Regions from separate parts of the Sus scrofa genome. Here region 1 is linked to region 2. Evidence: chromatin contacts called from public Hi-C data. All regions are on one chromosome and are shown on one strand. The core of a region is the stretch at or near the end of the contact, and the rest is flanking DNA. Distances in the headings are between cores, read along the strand shown. Region 1 overlaps LOC110261768 (a long non-coding RNA gene). Region 2 overlaps RREB1 (ras-responsive element-binding protein 1).

What was found. Hi-C and Micro-C count contacts between places; a contact is called where the count stands out from the background.
Region 1: a contact with region 2 is called in a Hi-C map of liver, with 9 times the contacts expected there. The contact joins two enhancer-like sites. A contact is called at or near these places in 1 of 47 Hi-C or Micro-C datasets (liver) and 2 of 2 datasets of contacts at active chromatin or transcription factors (alveolar macrophages and skeletal muscle).

Annotation. Positions count from the first base shown.
Region 1 is chr7:4,298,582-4,301,956 of Sscrofa11.1, forward strand. LOC110261768 (a long non-coding RNA gene) reads left to right here. Exons shown (of 4, transcript XR_002346278.1): 4 at 1-3,375. Among named protein-coding and RNA genes, the nearest start is that of LY86, 190 kb to the left of the region's middle. Within about 2 kb of position 1,415, at least 12 of the 83 cell types and tissues checked have an H3K27ac peak or open chromatin away from gene starts, as enhancers often do. A contact at or near this core is called in liver, where this site is marked.
Region 2 is chr7:4,627,223-4,630,826 of Sscrofa11.1, forward strand. It overlaps RREB1 (ras-responsive element-binding protein 1), which reads left to right. Exons shown (of 16, transcript XM_005665552.3): 13 at 2,773-2,937. Among named protein-coding and RNA genes, the nearest start is that of SSR1, 57 kb to the right of the region's middle. Within about 2 kb of position 2,274, at least 15 of the 83 cell types and tissues checked have an H3K27ac peak or open chromatin away from gene starts, as enhancers often do. A contact at or near this core is called in liver, where this site is marked.

The DNA of each region.
Region 1 (3,375 bases), core at 165-2,664, 330 kb before region 2:
GATTTCAGAAGAACATGGCATAGGCAAGGACAGAAATGTGGGAAGGAAGCGAGAGCACTTTTAGAGAAGGGACTAATCTCGTCTGACCAAAAAAAAAAAAAAAGACATGTAGAGGTAAAAAATAATAATAATAATTTTTAAACATTTAAAGGTTTTTAAAAACTTTTAACAATTAAAATTTTTTTTAATGTCTTAAAGTACATACAGAGAAAGAGTAAGAGATGAGCTGGAAAGGCCACTTGAGTCCGGCACTCAGGAGGCTGAGAGGTCTGGCCCTGACCCTGCAGGCAGTGGGGGCACAGGTGCAGGCGCAGAGCCACTGGCCTGGGTCAGCCCTCTGCTGGAGCCCGCCCTGCCAAGAAGAGAGGGGCACGGTAAGGCTCCCAACTCCATCTGACCTTAAAATCACCCAGGATCATCTTTAAAAATGACCAGATGATCGATCATAGTTAACATACTCAGTGGGTCCCACCACAAATCTCTAGAATCCAAAACTCCTGGTGATTTTAATGACATGCCATTTGGAAAACTTCTACTTCTGGCTAAATCATTCCCCAAAGAAAGCATAACGATATCTGCAGGAATCCTTGGAAATTATTCATGCCCCACCACTTCCTCTAGTCTGTCTTGTCTGTGCAAATGCAGCTAGTCCACAGCAGAGATCTGCAGCTTGGCTGTCCAGCAACTCCTTTCTCCTATAACCATCCCCAGATCCCTACAGATCACCTGCTGCCCCATTCTCAGCCCACTGGCTTTGGGTAGAGGCAGCTGGCAGGGAGTGGATCGTATGACCTGGGTTAGCCAATCAGTAGATGATACACTCTCCTGGCCGTATGATTGGTTCAGGGGCAGGCTGTTGGCCCAATCAGAGGCTCTGAGGCTTTGCTTGGGAATCGTAAGCCAATCATCTTCGCTTTTTGAATCCAGCATTCCCCCCCCCACACACACACACACCTTGAGAGCAGCTGGCAGCCGTCCTGCAAAGGGAGAGCCCTGACTCAGAAAAGAAGTCACACCAGGGCTGGGCTCTATCACCTGAGGCTTGAATACAATCTCACCTCAAGCCACACCCCGTGTACTCTGGACTCCTTGGTTACACCAGCCGGCATATTCCGTTTTGCTAAGCCTATTTAGATCAGGCTTCATGCCAGTTGCAACTGAATTATCACTGATAGAAGGTACAGAGTCTTTCAAGTACAAGGAAAGCAGGTACCCTTAGTCATCTTCAAAGGAAGCTGTCCTCCTGAGACAGAGGCAGACTGCTGGCACCTTGAGCTCATTTCAAAAATTCTTTTGGAAGCTTCTAGAGACAGCAACGAAAATGGTTTCTTTGTTAGGCCAAAGAACCTCTCTCTTGATGATGCAATAATTCCATCTCCCTGTGTGTGGTGACTGGGCAATGTGTTTAAAGGACACACGGTAAAAATCTTCTTTATATTATCTAAGCATAAAGAGTTCTGCAAAAATCAGGAAGAACTGTGCTGGCTGGGACCTGGAAAGTCAGTTCCTGGGTGTCCTCCTAAGGGGTCTATCAGTGTGACTGATGGTTTATGTGAACATATGTCAGACACAGCACCTGCTAACAGGACACAAGTCTGTTTGCTTTTCCCTTTGAGACTTTGCAAAGCAACAAACCTGGGAGAAACTTTTTGAATTTCCATGTCACAGGTGAGGAAAAGAGGAAGGAAGAAAAAGAAAAACGAGAGAGAAAGGACCCAGACAGGAGAGTCTGGGAGTCATTTTCTCTGTTCTAATTCTGGCAGCGAGCCCCTTCCTTTCCCCAGACCACCTCAAGGAGAGTTCACCGGACATGTAGGTGCAGATAAATAGCCTGCCCTCTGACAGGCTTCTGGCAAAAAGACTTTCATTTTTGTGTTTAAATTTCAGGACTAAGGAGACTGATGCTTTATTATCCAAAAAAACTCACCTGCCCAGACTTGGTACTTTCTGACAAATAACCTAAGACAAACCCATGTCGTATTACTGTCTGGACTCTAAAGAGTATTTTGAAGCCCCTTCGAGTGGTATCTGCACTGTAAGAAAAAGAGCAGTGAGGGTTATTCCCAGGCTAACATCAGCGGTGAATTTCCCTGAAGGCTCTCTGTAACCATGCAGTGTTCCCCCCGACACCCTGAAGGGCCGCTGTGAAGGCCAGCGAGTACCACCAAGGTTCAATCCCTGACACCCTCACCAACCTTCAGGACTGAGAAACGTGTGTTCGGCTTGCTGAACATTTCAAAAGCCTCTACCTCTTCCAAGGGAGCGAGCCGGGGAGAAAAGCATTGATACCAGGACCAGAATCGAAGGATAGATTCTACAAACTCCAAACCAAATCCTTTGTCCATCGAGTCATCCATTCAACAAATACGGGTTGAGGTCCTCCTGGGTGCCAGCCCCAGTCTCGCGCTGGAGGTAAAACACCAAGCAGGCCAGTTAAGTCCCAAGGAACTTCCACATTCGAGAGAAGGAGGATGATAAAAACAGGTGAAAAATGCCTGGGTACTGGAATAGCAATAGCCTAGCACGTTAGGCAAAACTAAAGCCGAGCGGGGACGTTGGGGTCGAGAGAGGTCATAGGCCTGGAGTGCTCAGGTGATGCGAAGAAAGGCCCCAGTGTGGCGGTTCTGAGCCGAGCAGCCCAGGGGGAGGAAGGGGCCAAAGCCTGCGGGCGGTGGGGGCCAGGTTTGGAGGCTGATGCGATGGTGGGGCAGGAGGTGAGAGCAGAGAGCTGCCCGAGACCCCCTGAGGGAGCTCACAGATCCTCATAGGCGTGGAAAGGAGAGTGGGTTCTAATGGAACCATGACCAGAAGCCGCGAGGGGGTCTAAGCAGGGAAGTAAAGGGATTTGTGTTGCGCTCTGGGGGCCTGCGAGGCATGGATGGTAGGAAGTGAAAGCAGAAGCGAGGAAGCCGGCGGGGAGCCTGTCCAGTGATGTCACTGGGGCTGCCCGCCGTCCGTGCTCTCAGCTCTCCCCCCGGGCAGCAGGCACCTGGGAAGCAGTGGTCCAGGGGATGGATGCAAAATCCTGGTCTCAGGGGAGCTTGCAGCCTCCCGGTGAGGCAGAGAGGTAACACTTAGCTAGGGCACAGCATGGGAGGCGATGGGGGACCTGGGCTGGAGAAGCGGCGGCGGAAGGACGTCCCAGGTGGAGGCCTGGAGGGCCGGGCGCCCTGCCGGGAGGGTGGGTGTGAACTGCTGTCCCTGTAGGAGGGAGCAGCACCCAGGGGCGCGCTGGCTGCCTGGCGCGGCTGCCTGCCGCCTTTGTTAAGGGGTTGGGTGCCCTCCCCCGCGGGTCTGCCAAGCCGCCCCCAGCCTTCTGCGGGGCACACACAGCAAGTCCCCCCTCCCCCGCCCCCTGCCAGCCATCTGTGCTGG
Region 2 (3,604 bases), core at 1,024-3,523:
CCCACGGGGCGGGGGGGGCTGTGTGTGTGTGTATGTGTGTGTGCGTGTGTGTGCGTGCGCAGGAGCAGCGGAGAGACAGCCGAGGACGTGAGGCCAGGTCAGCCAACTTCCTCCACTGGTTCATCCGTTATTCTCTCCTGCCTGGTGCTGGCCAGGCAGCCTCATGTCCTGTGAAATTTCCCTCTCTGTCTCTTGGCTGCTCTGTGAGAGTGAAAACCCACTGGCTGCTGTCGGGGGCCGGGGGACATCATAGGTCTTTGGTGCAGAGGTAGCTCCTTGTGGCTGCAGGTGCACTTAGAAACACCCCTGCTATGGAAGCAGTCTCGTGGCTGTTAGCAAGTGAATAAATCACGGGGCAGTTTCCATATAGATTGTCAGGCAGCAAGGTTTGTTTCAAACCCGTCTGATTATAAAATACTCAAAGGGCTCTTGTCCTCTGTTCACGCGACCTGGAGAGCAGGCTGCTGTGCAAAACGCGTGCCTTAGGCAGTGAAATGGGACCTTTTAAAGACTCCTGTTGTCACTTTGGGAATCTTTCTAATCACATACAAAACTGTGAGGTCATTGAATTGTTTGCTAACCTCAACTTTACCATGCTCGCCATCCCCACGGCACATCAGCTGTAAGAGCGGGGCGCTTACCCGCGTGGAAGTTACCGAGGAAATCACGCAGCAGGAAGAAGCAGGAAACCAGTGGCTTTCATTGACATCCAGAAGCGGATCACAACTCACTGTTCCAGCTTCTGACGTGTTTTCTTCTTGGCCTGGTTCTCCTGTTCTCAAACTCACCTGATGTTGCTTTTTTGACAGTAAAATAGTATAGGTAAAAAGAAAAAGTGTTCTCTTTTTACTTAAAACAGAGCCTGAGTCTTTTTTTTTTTTTTTTTTTTTTTTTTGCTTTTTTCTTTTCTGGCTGCCCCATGGCGTATGGAGTGCCCAGGCCAGGGATCAGATCCAAGCCACAGTCACAACCTGCACCGCAGCCGTGGCAACAGCAGGCCCTTAACCCACTGCCTGGGGCTGGGGATTGAACCCGCGTCCCAGCGTTCCAGAGACGCTGCTGATCCCTTTGCACCACAGCAGGGACTCCAGAGCCTAAATAACTATTAAGTGTTCTGCTCAACTTTTGGTGGAAAGCGAGAAATAACGTGAAGGTGCACAAAGAACATTAAAATGCTTACCCAAAAGGCATGATTTTTTTTTTCTTTGATGAGGGCGTGTTCATAAAGTTAGCAGGAAACACGGGGGACTGGGCTTCTCCCCTTCCCCCCTCAGCCCACGTGGAGCCCCCTAGAGGTGCCCAGGCCGGGTGTCCGAGTCTGCTTCCCTGGTTTTTCATGGTCCCGGACACCGGTGTTCTTAGAAAGCTCCTCTGGTGACCACCACTCAGGAGGGAGCACATGGCCCCTTTCTCTGGTTACTGGGGTGCGGGGACTCAGGCAGAGGTTGCACACGATGTGCTGCAGGTGAGCGGCGCCCCCGGAGTTGTGTGGCCAGCAGTGCTTCCTCTCCTGCGAACCCCAGATGCCTGGCCCGTGCCATCTGTGCCTGGGCTTGTGCGCCTGCTCTGGTTCTAGGGTCCCTTGATGGCTCACCTCAGTCTAAACAGAAGGCCTCAGGCCCCGTTCAGTGTTTTGAGGGAGCCGTGCTTGTTGACTTCCCTGCCAGGTCTTGTGTGTGTGCCATTGCGGAGCCCTGGGGTCCAAGGGACAGCAGTGCTGGCTGCAGCTCCGCGTCCTGCTCGTGGGTACACGGAACCCTTTCCCTGCCAAGTCAGAACCTGGGACCCCGGCATGTGGCCGTTGGGGGAGAACTGAAGAATCAGCGAGGCCGTAGAAAGCACACCTCTGTCCTGCAGCCCGCACACTCCCTCTCCCAGCCGCCCCCTCTCCTTCCCTGCTCTGTCCGCACTCTGCCATTCCTTTGCCCCCTCGTCCATCCTTGCAGACACGGGGCCAGGGCTGAGGAGCCTGCGACAGGAATCCAGACAGAAGGAGAGGAGAGGCCAGGGTGGGTGTCGACCGGGGAGAGGCTGGCAGGTTGCCCGTCCTTGGGGTCGGTGGCGTTGGGGGGCACTCGGTGACGTAGCTGCACATGCGGGTTGCCGACTGGAGCACGTGGTCTCTGATTAGACTCAGGGACTGGTTGGTCACTGATCCGCCGCCAGCAGGAGCGTAGAAAGCAAAGAGACAGAGAACCTTTGTCCCCTGTCTGCCAGCAAGGACCACGGTGACCTTGGGCAGAGGTCAGACGGGAGGCATCCTGGGAAGTCAGAACTCAGCGCTTCCGGTGCAGGTGGGAGGGCCAGACCCACAAGGTCAGGAAGGGGACCAGCCTCCGAGACATCCGGGGGCCTCAGGATTCCTCCAGGAGGCCCGGGCGTTCCCCCTCGCCCCATGTCCCTGGCACTTGCCAGGCCGGAAGTGACCTCGTCAGGCCTCCTCTCGGCTGTGCTGAAATCCCTTCTCTCACTTTCGTTGTTGTTGTTGTTGTGTGAGGTTTTTAATTGTAACACTGTTATTTTACTTATATGTATCTTGCTTTCATTGCTGACTTTTAGTATTTTGAGGACAAAACCTTTATTTTGCCCGCTCAGAGCAGGGGAAGGTGACCACTGGAGTTGTCGATGTTCTCAGTGTATTTTTTAATGTGTTTGATTTATTTTCTTGAAAGAAAGGGTGGAGGATGGGGGAAAGCAAATGCCAGTAACCTCAGGAGAAGGAATCGTTGCAATAGAAAGCCAGATAAATATGTATTTTTTTTCCTGCTTCAGGTCAGAAACCCTTCCCTTGTCAAAAATGCGGTGCCTTCTTTTCCACCAAATCTAACTGTGAACGCCACCAGTTGCGCAAACACGGAGTTACGGCCTGTTCCCTGAGAAGAAACGGGCTTATCCCCCAGTCCAAAGAGAGTGATGTTGGAGCCCATGATAGCACAGGTAGTGCTTCCAGGTGATGCAGAGACAGGGCCAGAGGAGGCGCCGCAGGTGCGCTGCCAGAGAAGGTCTGCCCCCAGCCCCAGCCTGTGCCCATTGTGGCTGCTGGCCCCTGGCGTGGGCCGCACAGGCAGGCCTGCAGAATAGCGCTTCGCAGGAGCACTTCGCAAGGGCTGTGAGCCCCCTCGCCTGGTGTTTTCTGAAAGCCAGCCCTGCTGGCCGCCCCCTCCAGCGCAGGGGTGGGCCCGCTCAGACCTCAGGGTGCTGCAGGAGCTAGTGATGCCCAGCCCGCCGCAGGGAGGCGGGGCAGGGGCGGTATTCTCCTTTTCAGTAACTCTCTTCCCAGTAAAAAACTTGGTCGTGTTTGAAAAAGCACTCTGCATGTCCTTTCTTTAATCACATCTCTGCTTGACCTGAATCCGGGTATTATTCTCATGTGCTGATCTGTGCTTCCTTCCTCCAGCCCCTCCAGAGCAATTAACGGCTGCCCATGCGTCTCCTGCCACCTTTTCTTCCCTTACAGCTTCTGTATTTACTCACGTGCTCTGTTCAGTATATGCCATTATCTCCGGCTGCTGGGGTCTTGTGTCCCCTACCCCCCAAAACAAACAAACCAAACACCGGCTGCTGCGGGTTTCTCGGACACAGGGCTGTCTGGCCTCTGCTGAGT